3 separate regions of the Mus musculus genome follow, and regions 1 and 3 are each linked to region 2. Evidence: chromatin contacts called from public Hi-C and HiChIP or PLAC-seq data. All regions are on one chromosome and are shown on one strand. The core of a region is the stretch at or near the end of the contact, and the rest is flanking DNA. Distances in the headings are between cores, read along the strand shown. Region 1 has its middle 84 kb from the start of Sh2d4a. Region 2 overlaps Csgalnact1 (chondroitin sulfate N-acetylgalactosaminyltransferase 1). Region 3 has its middle 120 kb from the start of Sh2d4a.

Evidence for each region. HiChIP or PLAC-seq counts read pairs in DNA pulled down with a chosen protein or histone mark. Hi-C and Micro-C count contacts between places; a contact is called where the count stands out from the background.
Region 1: a contact with region 2 is called in a Hi-C map of adipose-derived mesenchymal stem cells, with 2.9 times the contacts expected there. The contact joins two enhancer-like sites. A contact is called at or near these places in 1 of 484 Hi-C or Micro-C datasets (adipose-derived mesenchymal stem cells) and 2 of 9 other capture datasets (adipose tissue and liver).
Region 3: a CTCF HiChIP or PLAC-seq map of the NIH/3T3 cell line shows a contact between it and region 2, with 6 read pairs. The contact joins two enhancer-like sites. A contact is called at or near these places in 1 of 15 datasets of contacts at CTCF or cohesin (the NIH/3T3 cell line) and 2 of 115 datasets of contacts at active chromatin or transcription factors (the NIH/3T3 cell line and embryonic stem cells).

Annotation. Positions count from the first base shown.
Region 1 is chr8:68,190,646-68,194,203 of GRCm38.p6, reverse strand. It overlaps a transcript of Psd3 not described here. Among named protein-coding and RNA genes, the nearest start is that of Sh2d4a, 84 kb to the left of the region's middle. Within about 2 kb of position 2,238, at least 28 of the 459 cell types and tissues checked have an H3K27ac peak or open chromatin away from gene starts, as enhancers often do. A contact at or near this core is called in adipose-derived mesenchymal stem cells, where this site is marked.
Region 2 is chr8:68,706,049-68,709,637 of GRCm38.p6, reverse strand. All of the region lies in intron 1 of Csgalnact1 (chondroitin sulfate N-acetylgalactosaminyltransferase 1), which reads left to right. Among named protein-coding and RNA genes, the nearest start is that of Csgalnact1, 27 kb to the left of the region's middle. Within about 2 kb of position 2,092, at least 30 of the 459 cell types and tissues checked have an H3K27ac peak or open chromatin away from gene starts, as enhancers often do. A contact at or near this core is called in the NIH/3T3 cell line and adipose-derived mesenchymal stem cells, where this site is marked.
Region 3 is chr8:68,155,945-68,159,614 of GRCm38.p6, reverse strand. It overlaps a transcript of Psd3 not described here. Among named protein-coding and RNA genes, the nearest start is that of Sh2d4a, 120 kb to the left of the region's middle. Within about 2 kb of position 2,169, at least 89 of the 459 cell types and tissues checked have an H3K27ac peak or open chromatin away from gene starts, as enhancers often do. A contact at or near this core is called in the NIH/3T3 cell line, where this site is marked.

The DNA of each region.
Region 1 (3,558 bases), core at 989-3,488, 520 kb after region 2:
TAAAGTATCTACCATTTCTTTTCTTTTTTTCCATATGATGTCTCACCTCTTTCTAAAGAGACAAAAGATCAAGGAGTGTCTCAAACACAAATTCACACCCTAGAAAATAAATAACAAGGGCTGAGGAGATGGTTCAGTGAGTAAAGCACAGGGCATGTACGTGTGTGTACCTGAATTTGGATCCCTAGAACCCTTATAAGGCTGGACACAGTATTGTGACTATCATCACTGTTTCTACTACAAGATGAGAGGAAGAAGCTAGAGAATCATAACTCACAAGCCAACCAACTTGAGGTACCTAGCAACAGGCAAGAGACCCTGTCTCAAAGAAGGAAGAATGTTAGGGTCAACACCAGAGGCTGTCCTTAAACAACCACACCCATACCCACATTGACACCGACACCCAAATATGCACACATATAATCACATACCTATTACATACACACCAAAGAAAGAGACAAAAAGACAAAGACTTCTACAAAGGTATTGTGCTTGGACATGTGGGCACGGCTACAGAGGCCAGTCCCACAGAGCCTTGGATATAAAACAGAACGGAGAAGAGCCACATATCACACAGAGAAGAGGAACTTCAGAAGCTGTCTCTCTGGCTCTGCAGAGCTGATAAAGAACACTGTGAACACTAAGCACACACAGCAGCAGAGGTGCCTACATGGTTTTTGCCTTCTAAACATCACATACGGCGTCATGAAGCCTGCAGGTTGCAGGATCACTATTGCTGAGCTCAGGCTTTACATGAGCAAACTGGCCCAGCCAACAAGTCAGGAAAGGGAAACTTGGAGAAAGAAATGGACCATGTTCTGTGTGGTTCTCGTGGTCTGTCATCTTCTTCCTTTGCCATCTCGTCCAGGTTCTGTCTCTTAGATATTAAATGGGAACTGGACACAAAGACAGAAATTGCCACTGGGAAGGAGGAAGGGACTACTAAGAAGTCTTTTAAATATTGACTTCTTTCTTTGCTTTTATGTTTTTTAACCATTCCTTTTTCTTTTGTTTTCTGTATAAAATGACTAGTAAACATGATATAAGGAACCTTGCTGTCTTCATAACTTGACTAGAGTAGATTTCTCCCCCTCTGCCTCTCCCTGCCCCTCCTCACCTGCTCCCCCCTCCTCCTCCCCCCTCTCGTTTTCATTCTCTCTTTCTCTGGTAGATAGTTTTAATTGTCACGTTGACCCAACCTACACTCACCTGAAGAACCTCAATGAGTTATTGTCTACTTTGGGTTGGCCTGTGGGCATGTTTGTAGGAACTATCTTAATTAATTGATATGGGAAGACCTAGCCCATTGTTGGCAGCTATCCCCTGGGCAAATCATTTTGAACTGTATATATGAACAAGCCAAACTGAGCACATAGCATGTGAATGCATATGTATCCTTTTCTCTCTGGTCCTAACTGTGGATGAGATGGGACCAGCTATTTGAAGTTACTGCCTTGACATTCTCACAATGATGTCCTAGAATTGTAAGCAAAAATAAACCCTTTTCCCCAAAAGTTGCTCTTTTTGTCAGGGTGCTTCATTATGGCAACAAACATGAAACTTCCTCTCCTCCTCTCTCTCTTACTTTTCCATATTTTTTAAGAGGGAAAGGGTTTACTCAATTTTGAATACTCAAATAAGATAACTTTTCCTACTCTTCTCCCTGAAAGATAAATGCTCTACTAACACTGCATGCAAAAATCAATAAGAAAATGTGATTTTTAAATATTATTTTCATTTTTTTGTTATGAATGAAGACTCTTCATGATAATAGAGGATATAGTATTTTGCCTCCTAGCTTTAGTAGGCACTAAATGATTAATGGTTCTAGTCTACTAATTTAATGTTGTAAAAACTGACTATGTATTTTTGCACTTGATCTTGATCCAATGACTTATCACAAATATATTTATTGTACAGAATATCTTGTGCTTGACTATAGGGTAGATTTTTTCTTATAATTTGACTACGCTTTTAAAGTTTAAAAAATAAAATAAAACAACAAAATAAGCAACAAGTGAGTAGACTAAAGACTTGGAAGGAGACCTGAGAACAGAACACATCAAAATTGCTAACAAACTGTTAGTGAAGAGGTAACGTTCCAAGCTTGACGTAGGAAATGCACAGTAAATAGCCTTTTTTCCCCTTACATTTGCAATAAGCTGCTCTCCACACAATATACAGCCTTGCTCTGGATTGACATCATGTCTAACAGTAAGTCTGATGCAATCATTTGGAGGTTGAGCAGTCATGCAGTTCTTTCCTGTCCTGGAAATGACCCAGAGAGAACTCATTATGTGATGAGATACTTCTCCAGAGACTTTCCATGGTGCACTCCTGGGGTTGTTCAGATTCCTGTACTGTGATAATGGCATTCCTCACATGTTACAGTAAGATGCTCTGATTTAACCGTGGGGTTACAGAGTAAAACTCTTTGGCAAAGATCCCATAGAATCTGGAGTTCTGGATGGCAACAGAGGACCTGGTAGAACTCAGAAATGGCCTTACAGGAGACCTCATAGAGAAGTCATGTCAGGTAAGGACCCAGGTATTGGGGCCTGTGGGGGCCAGCTCCTGGTATCTTGCTGACCTGTCCTGCTGGCCTTCCTCTTCCCGACTTCAGTGTGTCAGGATGAGGCAGAGTGGTGGTAACACATCAAGCCATGTTTCCCAATAGAAAGAAAAATGAGAGGCATGTGAAATATTGAGCCTGTTTTCTGTTTCAGAGTAATAACACATAGATCCTCTGAACTACATATTGATTAATTTAAATACACTGCCTTATCCACAAGCTCTGTTCATTGGTGTGGTGATTCCTTCAGAAAATTAGACCTAGAAATCCCTTCATTTTCCCTTTAGACTTTGAAGGAAGCAAAAACTGGGAAAGAGCCTGATGGTGAGATTCCAGAGAAGGGACTAGGTTAACTGAGAAGTGCTAAATCGTTAGAAACAAAAGGTTACTTTTATTTATCAATAATGTCGACTACAATGGAAATATGGAGGGTGAGGAAGAACTGATTTTTTTCAATGTCCTCATTATTAAAATGCCAAAAGCAGAAGCTGAGATGCACAGATTCACCACAACATCACAAAATATGTAGACTGTAGCTTTGGATGCTAGTTTTGTGCCTCCTTGGATCTATGAATGCACCTTGGGTCTATGAATGTACTCTCTTAGTGAGTTAGACAAACAGGAAAAAGGGAAACGATCTGTGAGGATGTGAGCACACTTTTCTGAGCAGAGGCCAAGGAAGCCAGATTGGACTGGTTTCCAATTTGTACCAGAAATACATAAAGTCTAATTATGTCAATGGTACCTTTGAAAAAGTAAGACAGCAATCCTATACTTTCAAAACTGTGACTAGGACATGCAAACTTGACTTTAGTTGGTATAGGTAGTATAAATGATGGCTTCCCAAAGATATGCAACAGCCTGACCAATAGAACCGTGTGTGTGTGTGTGTGTGTGTGTGTGTGTGTGTGTAAGAGAGAGAGATAGATAGACAGAGACAGAGAGACAGAGAGAGAGCATGTGTGTGTGTTCTTTGTGTATGCTCT
Region 2 (3,589 bases), core at 843-3,342:
CATTGTGCAGCACCACTGTTACCTTTGATTAAAATTCTGTCTTAGGGACGGTGGGAGGAGGTTAGTGATGCTCCATACTGGCACCCAGCTTCACGCATCACCCAGCTGCTGCCTCCAAACTGAAATGTGAGACAATGGGATTTGATTTGGTAGTTATTCTAGAGAGGGAATTGATTTATTCTTTCTAATGGAAAGTACAGGGTTTCGAAGTAGGAAATAATGGAAACTCTTTTACGCTTAAATAGAATTCCACATTGACAATGGGTGACATGTAGGGGGCTGTAGATGTGATCATGAAATAGAAACACACTGCAAGGAGCATGTGCCAAATGGCCAAGGTGCTAGGTAAAATTCTGGGCTTAGACTATACATATACTCATATATGCCATAAAAGTATTTCAAATGCAGAACTCCGAGTTAGGTAGATCATTGAATATTCAGTTGTTTATCCCAAATTTCTGTTCTTTATCCAATTAGCTATTGATCCTAAAAAGCCCTTTACCTTTCAACACGGTTGGCATGGTCTCCAAAATAGAAGACTGGTGCCTTGGTAATATAACCGTTTTGAAGTATAAGCATTTCACTTTTATCTGCCTGCTTTTCGAATGTATTTGTGATAGCTACTTGTTTTACTTTTAAAATGGACAAATTGACAATAACAAACATATCAAAGTTATAAGATACATTAAGGAATTGTTTCATTATTTGTGTATACATGTTTGTGTGACGATCAGAGGACGATCTTGCTATTTGAGACAGCATCTTTCATTAGCCTGGGAATCACTCCATAGCAAAGCCGACTGGCCACTGAAACCTGTGACATAATTTATAAAGCCACCAGATTATGCTGCCACCTGATCACAGTTGCCAAAAATAGTTTGTGTGTGTTTTTGATCTTTCATTCCAGGTTTGTTATAAAGCTATGAACCTTAATACTATTTTACGTGCTTATTCTTTTAACAAACATATTCACACACATGCTCACACAGTTGCACACAGACTCACACCATGCACACTTTCACACACATTCACACTCCCCCCCACATGGATGCACACACTCACATTCACGTGCACCCACACAAATGTTGAGCAGCTATTGTGAGATAAGTCCTTGCGGGTGCTGGGAAGATGCCTCATAAAGGCACAGCTGATTTTTATTTAAATTTTCAGTCATTGGAGAAGACTTAATATCAAGTGAAAGGTCAATTACTAGCAAGTCAGAGTTTGTTTGTGTACTCTTGTCTTCGAGATGGTTTCTGAATTCAGCCACTGAGGCTGGAATGTGTTTTATGGCAGCTGATAAATGAAGTTTACCATAGCTGACATTTATTGATTTTAAATGGATGTATTTTGTTGCAGGAATTCTGTTAAGAACTCTTCACCTCCTGCAGATAACAGGAAATTAAAAATAGCATTTTTGGGTGCAGATTTTTCTTGTTAGTTAACATCCATCAAAGACAGTTCGAGGAATACAATTAAGCATTACACTAATATACCTGACACCATACCAGTTTCAGCACATTAATTTTAGAAAAAGGAGAGAACTGAATCAAGCCAGTAGATCCAGAATGTGGTGTGCACTTACATTGCCTGATTCTTTTAACTCTGAAAACTTAGAATTGATTGCAAGAAAACATCTGGTGAATAACGTATTTCCAGAAACAGTCTTGTTTTCTATGTACTGTCTATACAACATGCTGATCAAAACCCCAATACTAGACCTAACTAAGATGCCAGAATGGGGTTTCAGTACAGCCTGCCCACTCAGTTATTCCTTGGATCAGCATTTTAATTTATTTCCTATACGCATCATTTTGTAGACATGCAATACCGAAAGAGGCCAGAAGAGGGCATTGGATCACCTGGAACTGGAATTATAGATGATTGTGAGCCACCTAGTGTGTGCTTGGAATTGAATCCAGGTCCTTGTGAAGAGCAGCCAGGGTTTTTAACTGCTGAGTCATGTCTTAAATCTGCCACCCATTATTTTTTTTAAGGGCTCTTAACCACACTCCCATGAGACCTTCCCCACTGTCTTCTGGAGGAGACCTATCTAATCCTGTAGGATTTCTGCCAGGATTAGTTCTCCATTCCCAATGCATCGAGTCATCCTTGCTTCTTTTCTCTGGACATTTATGAGCTGTCCTGGTGGCACATGGAATGCAGGACTGGAGAAAAACTAGCTTCAATCTGCCTGGTGCACAATGGCTTAGGGTTGAGGAAGTAACTCAGCCTGTTCTAGTTGCAGTCTGGTTTGCAAGATTTCTCAGTGGCTAGACACTGGAGAATTACATCAGCGTTACTAGGTAGTTAAACACCAGGACAGTTTTAAAGCACACTTGGTTCTAGAAAGACATTCAGGGACCATTAGGGATCACTTTGTTCTAGCTCTGGGATTTGGTTAACTGTTTGGTTCACTAGGGAACACCCCAGGCTTTGCATGCATGAACAGACAGCACACAGCTCAACGCATGACCTACTTATTCCTGCCTGTGAGTTCACCTTAGACAGTTTACTTGTTTTGTTCTTTGAGATGATGTTTTTAAAAGGCCATTCCAGAATAGATGCTTGCTTAAATATTATGATTCTGATCTTAGCACACACAGGTTTAACCAAACAGAATGTATTCAGTCACCCAGTGTAAGCAGTTTCTTTATTGGCAGCTTGACTGGATGCATGCAGGTGTGCAAATTCTGTGAGCAGCTGCATTTTTAACCCCTTAAGCCCCTTGGTACTTGAAATCTCTTTAGCATCCCAGGTGCCTGTGCCTGAACACTCCAGGAGACAAGAAGTGCACTATTTTATAAGTCAGGTCTTTCAGAGTCTGGACGGCTCAACTCAGAAGCATTCCCTATGATTTTTGTTGCTTCCCCAAGTTAATCTTAAATTCTATCCCCAAGAGAACTCAGCAGCAATGAAATGAACAAGGACAAGGTAACAATTCCAACCAAAACATTGTCCTCAAATGTTCATGCAGTCATGTAAGAAGTAAGCAATCAAATGAATAACTACAGACTAGAGTGAGCCCAGAGCCCCCTGAGCTCTGTGTTCTCTAACTTCCTTGGCTTATTATAGCTAAAGGCCTTGCTTTTCACATGATGTCACCTGCTGTCTCTGCCACAGTGGTAGATTTCAAAGGACACACAGCAAGTCATATTTAACTGGCTTATATTGTTGTGGAAATATCCATGGGATGTCTTGTGAGAGGAAATGAGAGAGCATTGTATTCATTGCCTTTGGGAAGTCTATCAGCTAAAACCAAACCAAACCAATGGAGAAGCAGCTCAAAGAAAATTATCATTTTCTTTGGAGATTTTGTTTTAGGAATATATTCTGTAGTTTATGGCTCTTTAGCAATCAGTCTGCTTGCTTGAAGGTGACTGTGGTTTGCTTCCATTGCGTTTCATCTCACCTTGAATCTCCAGGATGCTTACTGGTGAGCAAGTTAAGTCCTCTAGGAGTGAGGAAAGGGTCGGTTTTTTTTTTTCTTCTTATAGAGCTGAAATACACACCTACAAGCATTGTAGAACTTTTGGTAAAAATTCTAAGAAAGTATTAACACTCCAGAAATGAATTAACAAGCCACCTT
Region 3 (3,670 bases), core at 920-3,419, 550 kb after region 2:
ATATGAACTGAAGTTTTTATGCCAGCAACATCTCAGAAAATTAGAACATGTCCATGATTCGACAGCAGTGCCGTGTATAATTACATTGTCTTTCATTTTTGTTGTAAGTAAAAACACCTCTATGCAGCCCCAAAGCCCATATGCTTCATTATAGACCACCCTGCCTCCTATGTAAATAAGTATTTAAATTTTTATTAATTGTAGTAATATTGGGCCACAATTATGAGTTAAAATGAAGCATATTTGAAGGAGATGTTAGTAATACTTCATTAAAAACGTATATAGCTGCTGATTTGAAAGCATATAGGTACATTGTTGACTGGCCAATATATGCAATATTTCCTATAGCAAGGTAAACTCTAAGAGCACGGTTACTTTTATTAGAAGTACTTGTCTCTTGGTGTCTTTCTGTGCTCTGTGCATAGTGTGCATGCATGATCTCCTTCTCCTTCTGTTGTTCCTGTTTGTATGTAAGCAGAGGAGCTAAAGGGCCTCTGTGGACATATGTTCTGCCTTGTATGCATCATCTGGACTGCAGTAGCTTTCCCACTAATGTGTCTTCTTTAATCATGGAGTTCACACAATTATATTTGAACTTCCTTGGCTTTTCCTGCAGAACAAGAGCAATCACAAATTACCTAAATAACTTCTTGGACCATACATATCCAGACAATTATGCAGGAAAGGAAAGAGAGATTAAGGTGGGTGCTCTAGACCACCCAACCGCTGTCCATTATGCACAATAAAGCCAGAACCTGAATCATCTCCTATTACTATCAGTTTCTCCAAAATGGAGCTTCCCATGAGAGCAAGAGTCAAGCCAGTGTGTGTTCAAGGATAGGGACATCTGTATGTTGGTTCTTGTTGGCCCGTGCATTTCCAAACAACCAGCAAATGGGATGGAATGACCCCTACAGATGGTATGTTGTATGTGGCTCAATGTATGAGGAACTGAGAAAAGACTGCTAAAACAAAACACCGTGGCTTGACACTGAGTAAGCACCACCTGGAGGAAACAGAGCCTCACTTCTCACGCAGCCTCACCTGTGGCAGCATTTTACCCAGCTCCTGAATAAGTATGCCACTTCCTGAATAAGTATGCCACTTTCCACTTTACCTCTTCTGCTCAAGTATGTCTGTCTCATCCCTCCCGTATACTCACAATCTGAGCCTTGATTCAGGACGGCAAGCAGGATGGAGTAAAAGAGAGACGATGCAAAGATGACCTCCCTGCCTTTCCCAGGTGCGTTTTCAGATGTGGAAATAGCCTTGAGAATTGCAACTCATTTTAGTGGTGCACATATGTGCTCGTGTGTGTGTGTGTGTGTGTGTGTTGACAGGAAGGGGATCTGATCTTAATGATGGCTTAACCAGAGATACAGTTTTTTCTGACCTACTAATGAGGTTTCCTGAATGGAATAGTAGCAATCTCTTCTACCATGAAAGAATCCAGTCACAGAAAATTCTCTGGTGAGAATAGAAAGCCTGAACAAACATAAAACAGACACTGGCTTGATGTAGGTGTTGGAACTGAACAGGGAACAAGGAAACATGCAAAGTTTGCTGAGGGCAGTACTGTCTCTTGAGAGGAAGAAGCAAAGGAATTAACAGACCAAAACTTGGGGGCCACAGACTAATATTCCAGCTTCCAGGAGGGTTAAGGCAGGGCAGGGGGCATCAACTAAACTTGCGATTAGGGGCTAACTGAGCACAACCCACTTCTTGAAAGAAAAAAAGAACTCAGCCAAAATGGGCTGTGAGGCTATCACATTCCCAGTGAAGAGGGGGGGGTACCAAATAATCCTCAGTTTTATATTGTTTATTTACAGATAAATTATATATACATCACCAAGCACAGGGATTTACCTGAAGTGTTCAGTTATGACATTACACCCATCAATCATCATACCTGTTGATTTACTCCTTAATTATCTTCTGGTTATGGTGCTATTGGGAAGCAGAGTAACAAACATGGCTAAAATGATGATATGAAGGTGGGCAAGGGAAGAAGGAGAGGACTGGGAAACCTCAAGAACTAACTACATTCTGCAGTGAAGCTTAGAGAACAAAAACCTTTTATAGGTTGGGGCTCTCTGTGCCTTGTGTGCTTGCTAAATAGGAGAGTGGTTGCAGACTTATCCCCATGTGGTATTTTCATAAGCAGATTTAGGGTGTTGATGGGTTGAGTCAGTGAATGAGTCACACCCCACTCCACCCAGAAATAAAGCCACAATGGAGTGTTTCAGAAGACAGGTGTGAGTCATGCTGGAGCATTGATCCATATGTGACATCACCACTACAGCCTGTTATGGGGCCACAGAGTGGTTGAAAAAGTAGCAGTTTCATCTGCACTCAATTGAGATCTGTTACGTTAATCATAGCAAGGCCAACATCTGCTGCTTGCTTTTTGGCTTACCAGTAATCGTGAAAACGAATGTGGAAGGCTTTGGTAATAAAACTTTGATTATAGAAAGCTGGGTTCTGATTAAATTTTGTTTAGCATGTGTTTGGGACACCAGTGCTTTATGGGGGTTCTCAGACTTGGCAATTACAGTAAGAGTTATAACAGCAAATATCCTTTTAAGAAGCTTCTTATGATTCGTCATAATATATTCATACATATGTATAAACAGTGTGTGCTTATATACACAAAACTGTTCACTGCAGTATATTTCTTGAAATAATAAATATCCCATAATGGATGGCCAATTGTTGGGTATTATTTAATTAGACTATACTCTACCTGTATGATAAGATGTGCAGAACTCTGAACATATATATATGAAATGAAAGAAAGTAAAGAGTGAATAAAAATGAATGGAAGAAAACAGTGTTACAAATGAGTATATATAGCTGGATATTTTTGTGGCTTAAATATGAATGGCCCCCATAGGTTCCTACATTGGAAATCAGTTCCCAAGTTTGTGAACTCTCTCTCTCTCTCTCTCTCTCTCTCTCTCTCTCTCTCTCTCTCTCTCTCTCTCTCACCCCACCCCCATATCTGTGTCTGTGTGTGCCTCATGATTGTAGATCAAGATATGAGCTCTCATACATTCCTTTGTTCCACCAGCATAGACTCTGTCCCTCTAAAATATTAAATCAAACCGAATGCTTCCATTTGTAAGTTGCCTTGCTCATAATATTTTATCACAGTAATAGAAAGCTATGACAGACACTTTGAGTAAAAAGAACACATGGGCTGGCAAGCTGGCTCAGTGAGTAAAGGTACAAGCTACCAAGCCTGATGACATGAGGTTAATACGCAAGGCCCACAAGGTGAAAGGATACAGCTGATTTCTGCATGCTGTTCTCTGACCTCCACACCCAAGCTGTGGCATGAATGTGTCCAACACAACAAATAAATAAAAGTAAAAAAACCTTTTAAATATTTTTTATAAATATATAGATGTATTTATATTAAGTTTTACACAGAAATTTTGAAAATTGGGCATAGTATTTTGAAAATCAAGGGCTTGAGGCAATGTAGTCAAAAAGTAAGAACTGGTTTGTTAAAGTTATCTTTGGGCTTAATGTGACTTTTAAAGTATGCTAAGCCCTAAAGAAGAGTGCATAAATTCATTCAAGTGTTCAGAGATCAAGTCAATCACATCACTACTTACTGCAAATCTTCTAAAATGATTCCAAGTTTCCATGGATAAGGATTCGAGTG